Linked DNA regions of Mus musculus: all the other regions are linked to region 1. Evidence: chromatin contacts called from public Hi-C and promoter capture Hi-C data. All regions are on one chromosome and are shown on one strand. The core of a region is the stretch at or near the end of the contact, and the rest is flanking DNA. Distances in the headings are between cores, read along the strand shown.

The links. A called contact is a pair of places that touch in the nucleus more often than the background predicts. Capture Hi-C pulls out chosen DNA fragments and counts their contacts.
Region 2: a Hi-C map of bone marrow-derived macrophages shows a contact between it and region 1, with 16 read pairs. The contact joins the enhancer-like site here to the promoter of Klhdc1 in region 1. A contact is called at or near these places in 1 of 39 promoter capture datasets (neural stem cells), 1 of 484 Hi-C or Micro-C datasets (bone marrow-derived macrophages), 2 of 115 datasets of contacts at active chromatin or transcription factors (large pre-B cells and pro-B cells) and 2 of 9 other capture datasets (adipose tissue and liver).
Region 3: a contact with region 1 is called in a promoter capture Hi-C map of adipose tissue. The contact joins the promoter of Dmac2l here to the promoter of Klhdc1 in region 1. A contact is called at or near these places in 5 of 39 promoter capture datasets (the HPC-7 cell line, embryonic stem cells, hematopoietic stem and progenitor cells and 2 more), 1 of 484 Hi-C or Micro-C datasets (bone marrow-derived macrophages), 5 of 115 datasets of contacts at active chromatin or transcription factors (bone marrow-derived macrophages, embryonic stem cells, memory CD8 T cells and 2 more) and 4 of 9 other capture datasets (adipose tissue, embryonic stem cells, liver and 1 more).

The regions. Positions count from the first base shown.
Region 1 is chr12:69,239,935-69,244,061 of GRCm38.p6, forward strand. It overlaps Klhdc1 (kelch domain containing 1), which reads left to right and starts at 1,898. Exons shown (of 13, transcript NM_178253.5): 1 at 1,898-2,079. The coding sequence starts at 1,984.
Region 2 is chr12:69,644,528-69,648,638 of GRCm38.p6, forward strand. Sos2 (SOS Ras/Rho guanine nucleotide exchange factor 2) reads right to left here. Exons shown (of 23, transcript NM_001135559.1): 4 at 3,925-4,089. Among named protein-coding and RNA genes, the nearest start is that of Gm31679, 21 kb to the left of the region's middle. Within about 2 kb of position 1,459, at least 28 of the 459 cell types and tissues checked have an H3K27ac peak or open chromatin away from gene starts, as enhancers often do. A contact at or near this core is called in bone marrow-derived macrophages and neural stem cells, where this site is marked.
Region 3 is chr12:69,723,257-69,726,957 of GRCm38.p6, forward strand. Dmac2l (distal membrane arm assembly complex 2 like) reads left to right here and starts at 1,689. Exons shown (of 5, transcript NM_026536.2): 1 at 1,689-1,758. L2hgdh (L-2-hydroxyglutarate dehydrogenase) reads right to left here and starts at 1,618. Exons shown (of 10, transcript NM_145443.2): 1 at 1,398-1,618. The coding sequence starts at 1,540.

The DNA.
Region 1 (4,127 bases), core at 648-3,147:
TTTGCCTGCTTGCCCTCTCCTTGCTAGCAAGTCCATTCCTTCACTGGCGTCAGAGCCTACTACTTCAGGATCCAGCACAGAATAAAGTCCAGCTGAGACATCCAGCCTTGTGGACCAAGCAACTACTGGATTCTTGGACTTCTGGTTGGACTTCCGGTTCACAGCCAGCCATTTTTGGATTAACTGCGCTGCAGGCTGTAAGTCCTTTTAATAAATCCCCTTTCAATATATAGAGATGCATTCTATAAATTCTGTTATGCTAGAGACCAGATTAATACAGACGGCAAGTCTCTACTGCCAAAGACACTACATACTACATGTCTTTGCGGAAGAACATGGAAAATCAGAAGGATTGATCTGGTCCTTACTCCTGGCCAGCTTTCACCGTGCTGGGAAGGACTATGCTGGGGAAGAGCTGTAACCAACGCCCCCACCTTGCTGGGGATCCTGAAGTCTACAGTATCAACACATCAGGCCTGATGTTCCCACTGGGGAAGAAACTATTATGGGTACAGCCAATTATTTTCTGACTGGATTTGTGGATCGTTCCACAAGAGGGGAATTGGTGCCGTGTTCTGTAAACCCGGTCAAAAGCCCATGGCTGGGGGAAGACCATAGATTTTTGAAAGCTGCTGCTCTTTTGCTAAGTTCTATGTGTCTGTCAAATTGCCTTCTAAATAGTTGTCTTTATACCCGTCCACTAGTGTAGTTGTCATCTTTGGTCAATGAGGTTTCTGTTTTTAAATGGGCAGTCGTTACTGTAGAGACAACTGGTTAAAAGTGCTATTGAATGTCCAGCCCTAGAGGGGCATCCTACCCAAGCCTCAGGGACCATCGTGGAAGGTGGAGGGGCAGATGGCAAGAGGTGGTGGGTTGTAGAATTATCACCGCGATTTAGGGTTGGGGGAGGGGCTCCCTGCCCTCCGTGGTTTTAAAGGCAGTTAACAGTTGCAAGGAAGGGGGGGGGGTGTTTCAAGCTCCCACCCCCAGCTTTTGTAGGCAGTTAACAGTTGCTAGGCAGAGACATTTTATTCAGTGGAATAGCTATGCTCATGTAACTGTAATTAAAATCATTGGTTCTTCAAGGAAGACTTGAGGTTCGCTCCTCTCCCCAGAGAAAATGTATACAAGTGGGAAATGAAAGATGCAAGACAATAATGTTTCCTTTCGTGTTTAGAAAAGGGGAATTGTGCCTGTGTTCCCACATAATATCACCACGAAGAAATAATAGAACACTCAGTGCCTCAGGTACCAACACCTTCTACAGCGATTAGCACGGAAGTACACGTGAAGAAAACCAGGGACACCCAGGCCCTACAAAAGCAAAAAAACCTCATATGCGTCTTGAAACCATGTATTACCGAGGCTGAAGCAGAACTGGCATTGGAGCACTGCTCGTGTTAAAAAATGATCTCTCTCACACACACACAGCCAGGAGGATGCTCAGGTCAATAAGCTGGCCCAGTTGGGGTTCATAAACCCAATACTTTGTACAGTTGTGAGAAGAAGAAGAAAAAGAAAGCTCACTTTCCAAATGAACACCATGGAGCTGGAGAGATGGCTCAGAGGTTAAGAGCATTTGTTCTTGCAGTGGACCCAGGTTTGATTCCCAGCAGCCACATTTCACAATTGCCCATAATTCCAGGTCCAGGATGTACACCATACATACATACATACATACATACATACATACATACATACATACAAGCAGAACACTCACATACATAAAGTAAGTTCATGAGAAACCATTCTTGATTAATAGAGCCCTAAGAAGCCCAGACAGTGGCTGCAGAGAGGCTTCAGGGAGAGGTTTGCAGTGTCTTCGCAGCGCCCGGTGCTCCCGGGAGCGGCCAGGCCCCGGTCCGGGGCGGTGGCCGCGCAGACGCGCAGGTTCCTCGGTTCCGCCTCCGCCAATCTGGACCCTCCTCGCGTTCCGTTCGCGCGTGCGAGCGGGCGCCGAGCTGGCTGGGCCCCGGAGGGCGGATGGCGGACCCGCAGGCGTTCTGCGTGGCCGAGGAGCGCAGCGGCCACTGCGCAGTGGTGGACGGACACTTCCTCTACGTGTGGGGGGGCTACGTGGTAAGGGGAAGGGGCGGGCGCTGGGGCGGCGCGGGAGCGGAGGCAGGGGGATGACGGCCGGCGACGCAGCACTCCCACAGGCTCCCAGGCGAGCCGCCTGCCGTGCTGCCCACATCGCTCCCGCTCCCAAAGCCACAAAACGGGGTTTCGGGGTGCGTGACCCCTCCAGCCTCCGTGGCTCAGGACTGGAGAGGACCCCAGAACGTCGTGCCGCGTTGTTTGGTATCATTGCCACCGTGCTACTCAAAATACGGAAGTCACCAAGCAGTTAAATTTATCAGCTATTTTTAGTGGCATTTCTTTGCTAATTAAGTACCTCTGGAGTCTCAAAATAGATTCGTATTCGCAACACTCCACCACAGAGTTTTGTGGCTGAAAATTCGTATTGCCATGGCGGTTGGAATGTGTGTTTGTTTTGTTTCTATGATCGTAGGATGATAACAAGGATTATCGAGTTGGAAAAATAATTCAGGTGTACCTGCCCACCCCGTTTGTTTACAGATTAGAAAATAAGCCCTACGGAATCTCTTCTGCAAATAGAAGATAACATCTTCTGACCTCCTCAGTGCCCTTAAATGACAGACCTGTAACACAACGAAATAAAGTGCATACTGTGTGTGTTAAGAATTATCAGGTCCGAGTGGGTTTTGTTGTTTTGTGTGCTTATTCCTAATTTAGTGCAGTATAAGTAAAAAAGAAAAAAAGAAAAATTGGTTTTTTGTGTGCCAACTATATCTGGTATGTCCTAATCATATGGGATTATCGACTAGGGTCTAATCTGTAATGTTAATTTTTAAAATTTATTTTATGTACATGAATGTTTTGCATATATACATGTGTGTGTATGTATATATGTATGTGTGTGTATATATATATGCATCCTGTATCCATGGAGGTCAGAAGAGGGTGTTAGGAGCTGGCATTACAGATTGTGCTGGGAATCTAACCCAGGTCCTCTGCAAGAGCAACCAGTGCTTTTAACTACAGAGCCATCTCTCGTGCCCCACATCTTCATTTTATAAAGAAAGGCATTGACCCTTCAGTGGTCATGTGACACTGGGGGCTGCATTCTGGAGCTTTATTTTGCTTTGTTAATTATTTGAGACAGGATCTCAGACTGCAGCTCACACTGCCTGGCCTGGAATTTCATGTGTAGCCCAGGTCAGGCTCGGATTCAGGATAAGCATCCTGTTTGTGCCTCTCAGGTGTTGAAACAAACAGGAGCATGAGCTACAGCTAGCTCTCCCATCCAGAAACAAAACCCAACCAACCAACCAGACAAACCCACAGATCTCAAGTACCATAGGCTGGCCCTGAGCGTCTCATCCTCTGGTTTCCAGTTACTCGTGGTTATCTCCTGGCCTGGCTTTGAATTCGTTTTTGTTTTTTTTGTTTTTGTTTTGTTTATGAAACACTAGTATTAGTTTTTGAAGCACGTACAGTTTTTTAGTGTTTTTAAGTTCTGCCACTTGAAGACACCGACTTACCAAACTTGATCTGCTGTGTTTCTATTGGATTGTGTTGACACTGGTGTAAATTAAATGGAAAAGATTAAAATAATAACTTTGCAAGGCAGGTTGTCCAGCAGCAACCTGTAAGCCCTGATGTTGGGAGGCAGAAGCAGGGGAAGCAGGAGAAGCTGGAGGGCATTTGCTGTTCTGTAATGAGTTCCAGGGTAGCACAAGACATTGTGTCAAAAATAACAGTAATCTTCTAGTACCTCACTGTGTCTCAGCTCTGTATGGCTCCTCTTTAACTCCATACATGAAATAGATCAGTATAGAATTCTTTGGGACCAAAAAGGAAATGTCTGAATGCTTTAAATCTTATTTTACTCCTGAAAATTGTAGCGGGTGAGAGTCCAGTTCTCCAGGGGGCAGCTGCAGAATTTTTCTTTTCCAACTACTTGTTATTCCAAATAGCAGAGGTGCTACAAACACAACCCTGTAATATACGACACAGACTTAAACCCCAGGTCTTTTACTTTTTAGATCCCAGGGATCATCAACAGGTCTGAGAAAAAAAAAAAATGTCTGAGGTATAAGTGG
Region 2 (4,111 bases), core at 209-2,708, 400 kb after region 1:
AAACAGACACAATATTACCATGCAAGGAAAAGACAGATAACCCAATTCCTACCATTAGGCTAACAAGTTAAACTTCCCCAGAGAAGCACCCTCCCTCTCTCCCATGGGAAGCAGCAATCTCCCTTAGCATACGTTCCGCTCTCAGGGTATAAACCCTTTCCTCAGTAGTGACCGTTACTACTGAGATGGGATTGTTCTCAGTAATCTGATGTGCAGAACACTTTGTAACAGTCAAATACGACTTTTATTTTTAAATGTAAAAAATATGTTCTCTTTTTTTTGTCTAGAAAATTAAACATCTTTAGAAATCAACGGATTTCTCGAATGGTTATTAAACATATGGTCTATGAGCTCTTGGAACCCATTTAGATTTATAGATCATTCCGTGTCAAATACTCTCATTAACTCATTCCCATCACCAGAATCACAAATACAGTTATTTGCATGTTTAGCTAAGCACATGACTGTCTCTTGTGACAAACAAGAGACTGTGAAAAGGAAGTCTGAAACCGGGATCAGCAAACTACAGTATACATGCCAAATCCTGCCCACTCTCTATTTTCATGAAGTTTACTGGCACACAGCCCATGCTCATTTGTTTATAGCTATTTTTGCTACCAGAGTAGAAATGAGCAGTTGCAAGTGAGCCTGCAACAGCTACCACCTCCCTTTTGTGGGTTCTCGGGGTTGCTGCTGTTTTATCATTCTGAAACAGAGTACTAACACTCAGCCTGAAGTTAGCTGAGACCTGGCTGTGGACAATAGGTTGTCCTTACTTGCAGCAATCCTCCTGTCTATGGCCCCTGAGTGCTCATATTACAGGTGTGCACCATCATACCCAGTTTTTGGCTGGCTCTTTAAGTACATCCTGCTCTTGAAGTGGACACAAGGTAAAACAAGAAAAGTGGTATGTTTTAAACCTAGATGGAAGTCTTTAATTTGTTTAAAATCCTATTCTTTAGCCAGACAATGGTGGCTCATGCCTTTAATCCCAGCACTTGGGAGGCAGAGGCAGGCGGATCTCTGAGTTCGAGGCCAGCCTGGTCTACAAAGTGAGTTCCAGGAACAGCCAGGGCTACACAGAGAAACCCTGTCTCGAAAAACCAAAACCAACCAAACAAACAAAATCTTAATCTTTTTAGATATTTTTATTGGGCAATTTAAGTTTCTCAAACTTATCTATACTTTCAAAAGCTGGATAGGATAACTAAAATGAATTCGAGAATTTGATTTTTTAAAGTATCTTGATTGTGATAACTTTAGAAACAATATGAAAATTTCTGTGGTTAAATTTGAGTTATGCTGATAAATGTTTAAATCTATAGCATGAGTTGAAGAAATCAAAACCAAAGAGTATCTCAGTTAGAAAAGTCCTAAGGAATTCAGATGTCTGCCACCTGGAGTAAGCAGGGTGACAACGGACGGAAAAAGTTAAACTCAAACTGTCACTGAGGGCAGGTAACATCAAGGAGCGGCCATGTGGTAGTCAGTCACTACCATCCCTCAGGGACTGTTCCTGTCAGCTGTACTTTACTCTCAAAATCACTCAGAATGCGATGGGGTACTTCATACTATTCTTCTACCTTTTCTATCAGCTTAAGTCACTTTCAAAGTAATAAAAAGTATGTAAGCTTGATCTTAGAAGTCAATATAAAAATGACAAATTTCTACAATGAAATGAAAGTGGAAAAACTCAGTTTTTAAATTACAGAGTAATAGATCTCAACTACAGTTAAAAAAATAGTTTTTCCAAATAATACTGCAGCTTGGGAGTCTAACTCAGGCTATTTAAAGCTCTGCAAACACCAGTGTTCTCTAAAACTTCCTAGTGAGTCTCACGTGCAGCCAAGGCTGACAACCCCCAGTGTGTACTGGGCCAGGTGCTGATTACTGCCTCTGTACCCTGGATCCACTGGTACACTGTTTACGTCACACTGTCCTGAGTTCCTTGTCTGCGACATTCCATCTCCCACTAGCACACACACCCTTAACATGGGGGCTTCTGCTATCTTCCCCAGTGCTGTGCTTCCCTTGTTCAGGACCAAGCTCTTCCAACGGTGCTCAGAAGATGAGAAATAGGAGGAGGACAAAGAGCAAGGGAAGGAAGAGGAAGGAGGAACGGAAGACTGCCTGTTCCTCAAGCAGCCCTTAGGAACAGGAAGGATGACTCTGTAATCAGAAGAACGGCAACAGAGTAATCAGAGGGCAGGAGCTTTGTTCTGAGCGGTGCCCAGGTCCTACCAAACTGTCTTAAGATAGCAAAGCATGGTCTTCAAAGTTACTAATACTTAAAACTCCAGAAACAGCTCTGTGTGTTCCCTTTGTAAAAATAAAAGACTCGGGCATGTGTAATGGCTCATGTCTAGAAATCCCAGCCCTCCAGAGGCAGGAGGAGCTCATGACTGACACCAGACTAGGCAGCCTGAGTTATATAGTGATACCCTGTCATTAAAAAGCAGGAAAGGGAAATAACTGAATAAAATAAACATTACTTAAAACTACCTTTCACCAACTGATTGGATAGATCCCGACACCTCAACCCTCCTGTATACAAAGCCTCCTGATGGAAACGGAGAACTCTCCTCCCTGCCATGATGCTCAACTCTAGAAATTCCAGATTCTGCAAAACCAGTAATTTTCTGTCTTCCAGCATCAGGAATTACAAAAGTTACTAATATACTGCATGGCATGAATATACACCCCTTCAAGCCCAATAACTGGGAGGCAAAGGCAGGGGAACTTCTATGAATTCAAGATCAGCCTGGCCTACGAAACAAGTTTCAGGCCTGCTGGGGATGCATACTGAGACAATGGCTTTAAAACAAAAAGCAATAACTGGGGCTGGAGAGATGGCTCAGTGGTTAGGAACACTGACTGTTCTTCCAGAGGTCCTGAGTTCAACTCCCAGCACCCACATGGTGGCTCACAACCATCTGTAAAGTGATCAGGTGCCCTCTTCTGGTATGTCTGAAGTCAGCTACAGTGTACTTATATACATACATATACATAAATAATCCTTAAAAACAAAAAGGAGAAGAAAGAAAGGGAGCCCTCCATTAAAAAAAAAAAAGCAATAAGCTAGTTTCTTCATGTACTGAAAACCTGAGGCCCAGTGTGATGGTGCGTGCTGATGGTGCATGCTGATGGTGCATGCTGATGGTGCATGCTGATGGTGCATGCTGATGGTGCGTGCTGATGGTTGTAGCATATTAGAGCCTAAATCAGAAGGATTTTAAGGGTGGTCTCAGCTATACAGTGAGTTCAAGGCCAAGCTGGGCTACTCAGTGAAATGTGTCTCAAATAAGCAGAGCAAGGGAGATGCCTGAGCAAGTAAAGATGTGTGTTACCAAGCCTGGTCCCCTGATCCCTGGTGGATGGAGACAGGATGCCTGAGAGGTGTCACCAGCTTCCACAGGTGCACTGTGTGCGTGTGTAAAAACAATTCCCAAATAAATAGCATGGATAAATGTAAAGAAACCGAAGGCAGAGCTCAGTGGCAAAGCGCCTGTCAGGCACATGCAGAGCCCTGGTTCTGATTCCTAGACCACAGAAGGGACTATTTATATCATGTTTCTAGTACTAGCTTTTACTCTATGTGAAATGTGGGAATTTAAAATATAAAAGTCCTGATAACCTTAAAAAAAGAAACTACCTTCATCACCGCTAATTTTAAGAGAAAAACTAAGCCGGGGTGGTGTCGCACGCCTTTAATCCCAGCACTCAGGAGGCAGAGGCAGGCGGATTTCTGAGTTTGAGGCCAGCCTGGTCTACAAAGTGAGTTCCAGGACAGCCAGGGCAGCCTGGTCTATAAAGTGAGTTCCAGGACAGCCAGGGCTACACAGAGAAATCCTGTCTTGAAAAAAGAAAAAAGAAAAAGAAAAGAAAAACTAATGGCATATAGAGTCACTACTTTTTAACACTTACCTTATCTGCACACATGGACACTTTAATGTCTTGCTGAGATATTTCATAATGCCGGATATTAAAAACATAATTACCAGCCAATTTCAAAATATCTGCTGAGATATACTCCAATACAGCCACAATGTAGAGGGACACATGGTAGTCCACTTTATACCCCAAAACTTCCTGTTTAAAAAAAAGTAAGAAT
Region 3 (3,701 bases), core at 439-2,938, 480 kb after region 1:
GGTAAAACCTGAATGTGTGCATTGTATCAACATTAACACCAAGGCAAATGGTGGGACAGGAGGAAGGTGACATAAAACCATTCTATAATTTTTGCAACTTTCTATAGGTCTACAATTGTTTCAAAATAATCAGTATTTTAAAAACTGGGATAAGAAAATGGTTAATTGGCAAAGTGCTTGCCATACAAGTGAGGACTTGAGTTTGTACCCAAAGCACCTTTATGTAAGGGCATTCCTTGTTCAACCCATGTAACCTTGGGATCAGGGGCAGGGAGACAGGCAGATCCCTCGTGCTTACTGAGCAACCAACCAATCACCTCAAGAGACCCTATCCCCCACCCCATCCCTCTCCTGCCCCGAGGCAGTGGAGGCAAACACCTTTAATCCCTGCAGACACTGAAGATCTCTGAGTTCAAGGACAGCCTGGTCAACAAGATAGCCAGGATACAAAGAGAGACCCCATGTGGAAAAAGCAAGTGACAGATAGAAACACACACACACACACACACACACACACACACACACGGAGGGGGAGGGAAAAAGGGAGGGGGACAGGGAGAGGGAGAGAAATTGGGAGAGATCCAGTCTCAAAAGTTAAGGTGGCGCAGGTTGGGTGGCACGTGCCTTTAATTCCTGCACTAGGAAAGGAGTGGCAGGTTGATAGCTTGAGGCATTAGAGGCCAGCCTGATCTACACCGGAGTCATAGGACAGCCAAAGGAAAACAAACCAGTACCGTTTAACATGCTTTAAACGCGTCTTAAACAAAAACACTGCCCCTCTCCAGGGTCGTGCCACACCTCGGTCTGCCACTAAATCCATTCGCATGGTCTACCTTGTCTCAAACAATCAAAAGCTCCCCCACCCCCACCCCTCCACCCCGCCCTTAAAGCTTTCACACCGAACACTGTATTTGCCAGCTTTCCTAGGCAGCTCACAGTAGGCAACTGAGTTGCTTCTAGTGAGGACAACTCTAGTGTGTGCAAGGAACTGACCCACAGAAGCCAAGTTCTGGATTTTCCAAGCAACACAGGGGATGATAGTTAAGAAGCTGCATACTTATTGGCAGTGTGCTAGGTCTTTTAATCTTCAAAGTGACCACCTAGGGGCCAGACTAGGATCCTAGTCACCAGTCACCCTTTAGAGTGGTTAAGAAATGGAGAGGAGTTGTGTATTCGGAGCCAGATTAGCTCCGGACCTCAACTCAACACTGCCTTTCCTATGGCGCACAAACGCAGTGGACGAACCCTGCGGGTCAGCAGCTCCTGGGATTCGAGGCTGGACCACAGAATCAGGACTTCCTCGCCGGGGACAGAGACATCGAGTCGGGGGACACAGACAGGTTCAGTTGGAGATCCCTGAGCGGAACAGCAAGTGCAGGCCGCCGCCTCTCACTTACCTGGTGCTGGAGCTTCTGCGGCCACCCCCGCACAGTAGCCCGGGCACCCCGGACGCCGGTCCACTTGCGCGGAGGAAGCCCCCAGCCACGCAGTACCGGGCCAGTCCGCAGACACCGCCTACGTAGCGCAGGGTCGGCCACATGGCCTGCGCCACCTCCCCTCCCTCCACCCCAGCACCCGCAACCTGAACGGACTCTAAGGGTGAAGCGCGCCGCTCTCCAGCCCCGCCCCCAGACGAGAGCCAATGAAACACGCGCGTTTGCCTGACGTGGGCGTGGTCTCCGCTGGCCAATGAGCGAGCGCCGTGGAAGGAAAAGACCGAGGGCGAAGGGCCGGCCAGGCGCAGGGACGCAGCACGCCGTGAGTAAGAGGAGCTAGGGCGAAGGCGGGGACCGGGTGGTGGTTCCACTCTCCGGGACCTCCGCCCGCACAGGCTTGACTGGACGCCGGCGCTGTTCCGCCAGAGAAGGCTGGGCATGTCGGGGTGACCCCTGGCTCCTGCGGCCTCTCCTTCGGCCACGCCTCCTGGTCGGTTGGCGACGCTGTGGCCCGGGAGCTGGGGACTAAGCCACCTCCTGCCGCTCCCTGTCACTACCCTGCTGATTGCCCGCAGGTTTCTGGGCCCTTCATGGGGCTCCTGGTTGGTTGTTCATTCAACCACTGACTCAGCTTGTAAATATCGGGCGCTGAGCTAGGCGCTGGATGAAAGTAGACGGCTCGGTCTCTGTCGTCATTTAGTGTTGTTTTTTTGGTTTCTATTATTGACTTGTATATGTGCCTATGCGAGCTTATTGCAACAGGTATGTGCAGGAGTTTGTGAGACCAGAAAGGGGAGTACAGGATCGCCTGGAACTGGAAATTCTGAGCTGCCATGTGGGTGCTGGGAATCTAGGCCCTCAGGTAAGACCAGTTAACAGTCTTAACCATAGAGCCATCTCTCTAGCCCCAAACTTTTCTTTATTAATTTACATCTCTGCCCCAGCTTCCCCTTCCTTCTCTCAGGCCTTCCTGACTAAGCCAGCTCAGTCAACAGGTTCTCCAGGGAGGGATGAAAAAATTGAAAAGAAAAAGACAATTAGACAGTACTATTAACATAACCCTAGCCCGTTCTGAGGTTGAAGCAAGGTTATTTTTCCTCCAGTCAGTCTGCTTTTATACAATTCTAAGTACATGCAAAGAATAAGGTCAGTCCTAAGTCATAAACAGAGTTAAGGAACAAAGCCTAAACAAAGGTGCCATGATAGTTGTATTCAGAGTCTTATCAAGACCCATCAAAATACAAAATAACTCTGTCCTCAGCTGTGTTCATCTTGAGCCTACTTCCCAGTCCTGGCCCAACCTCAAATTCTTGCCAAATTTTTAAAAGCAGGCATCCAAAGCGCTGTAGCCTTCTTCTCACTATCGACCCCACCCCCACCCACCCACTTAGGAAAAGGGGCAGCCTCCTATGGATATCAACCAGCCACTGTATGTGACGTTGCATAAGACTAGACACATTCTCTCCTCTTGAAGCTAGACAGGGCAGCCCAGTAGGAGAAAAGGGTCCCAAAGGCGGGCTCCTGCTTATCCCACTTGAAAACCAAGCTACGGGCTGGTGAGATGGCTCAGTGGGTAAGAGCACCCGACTGCTCTTCCGAAGGTCCTGAGTTCAAATCCCAGCAACCACATGGTGGCTCACAACCATCCATAACGAGATCTGACTCCCCTCTTCTGGAGTGTCTGAAGACAGCTACAGTGTACTTACATATAATAAATAAATAAATAAATAAATAAATCTTAAAAAAAAAAAAAACAAAAAAAAAAAAAAAAGAAAACCAAGCTACACAAGTATAACATATGTGCCTAGGTCAGTCCCATGCAGACTTCCTGGCTCAACCTTTCCTTAATCACTAGACTAAGAGAGAGCTTTAAATGTCCATGCCTCCAGATAGCCACTCACAGGGGAGGGCACTTGTGTTTCCTCCACTGTAAAAATGAGAGCTATGCAGTCACTTAAAAGACCTTATAACTGTAAAACTTTGTGGTTCTTTGTCACCATACCAATGTAATTCCCATTCGGTGCTTGATGGTAGTCCTTCATCTTTAGGGTTAGACCAGCTTAACAGGACAGACTGTCGCTGGAAGGAAGGACTCGCTGGTTTGAATGTTGGTTCCAGCCAGTAGGTGGCTCAGGTTCAACCTATCATCTCCACCTCAGACAATTTTCTGTCTGAAGTGCCCCTGAGCAGATAATAGTGTGTGTATGAGAAGAGCTTGGCAAAGCATTAGCTTTTTATTATGCTTGATTGATTGATTTCATGAGT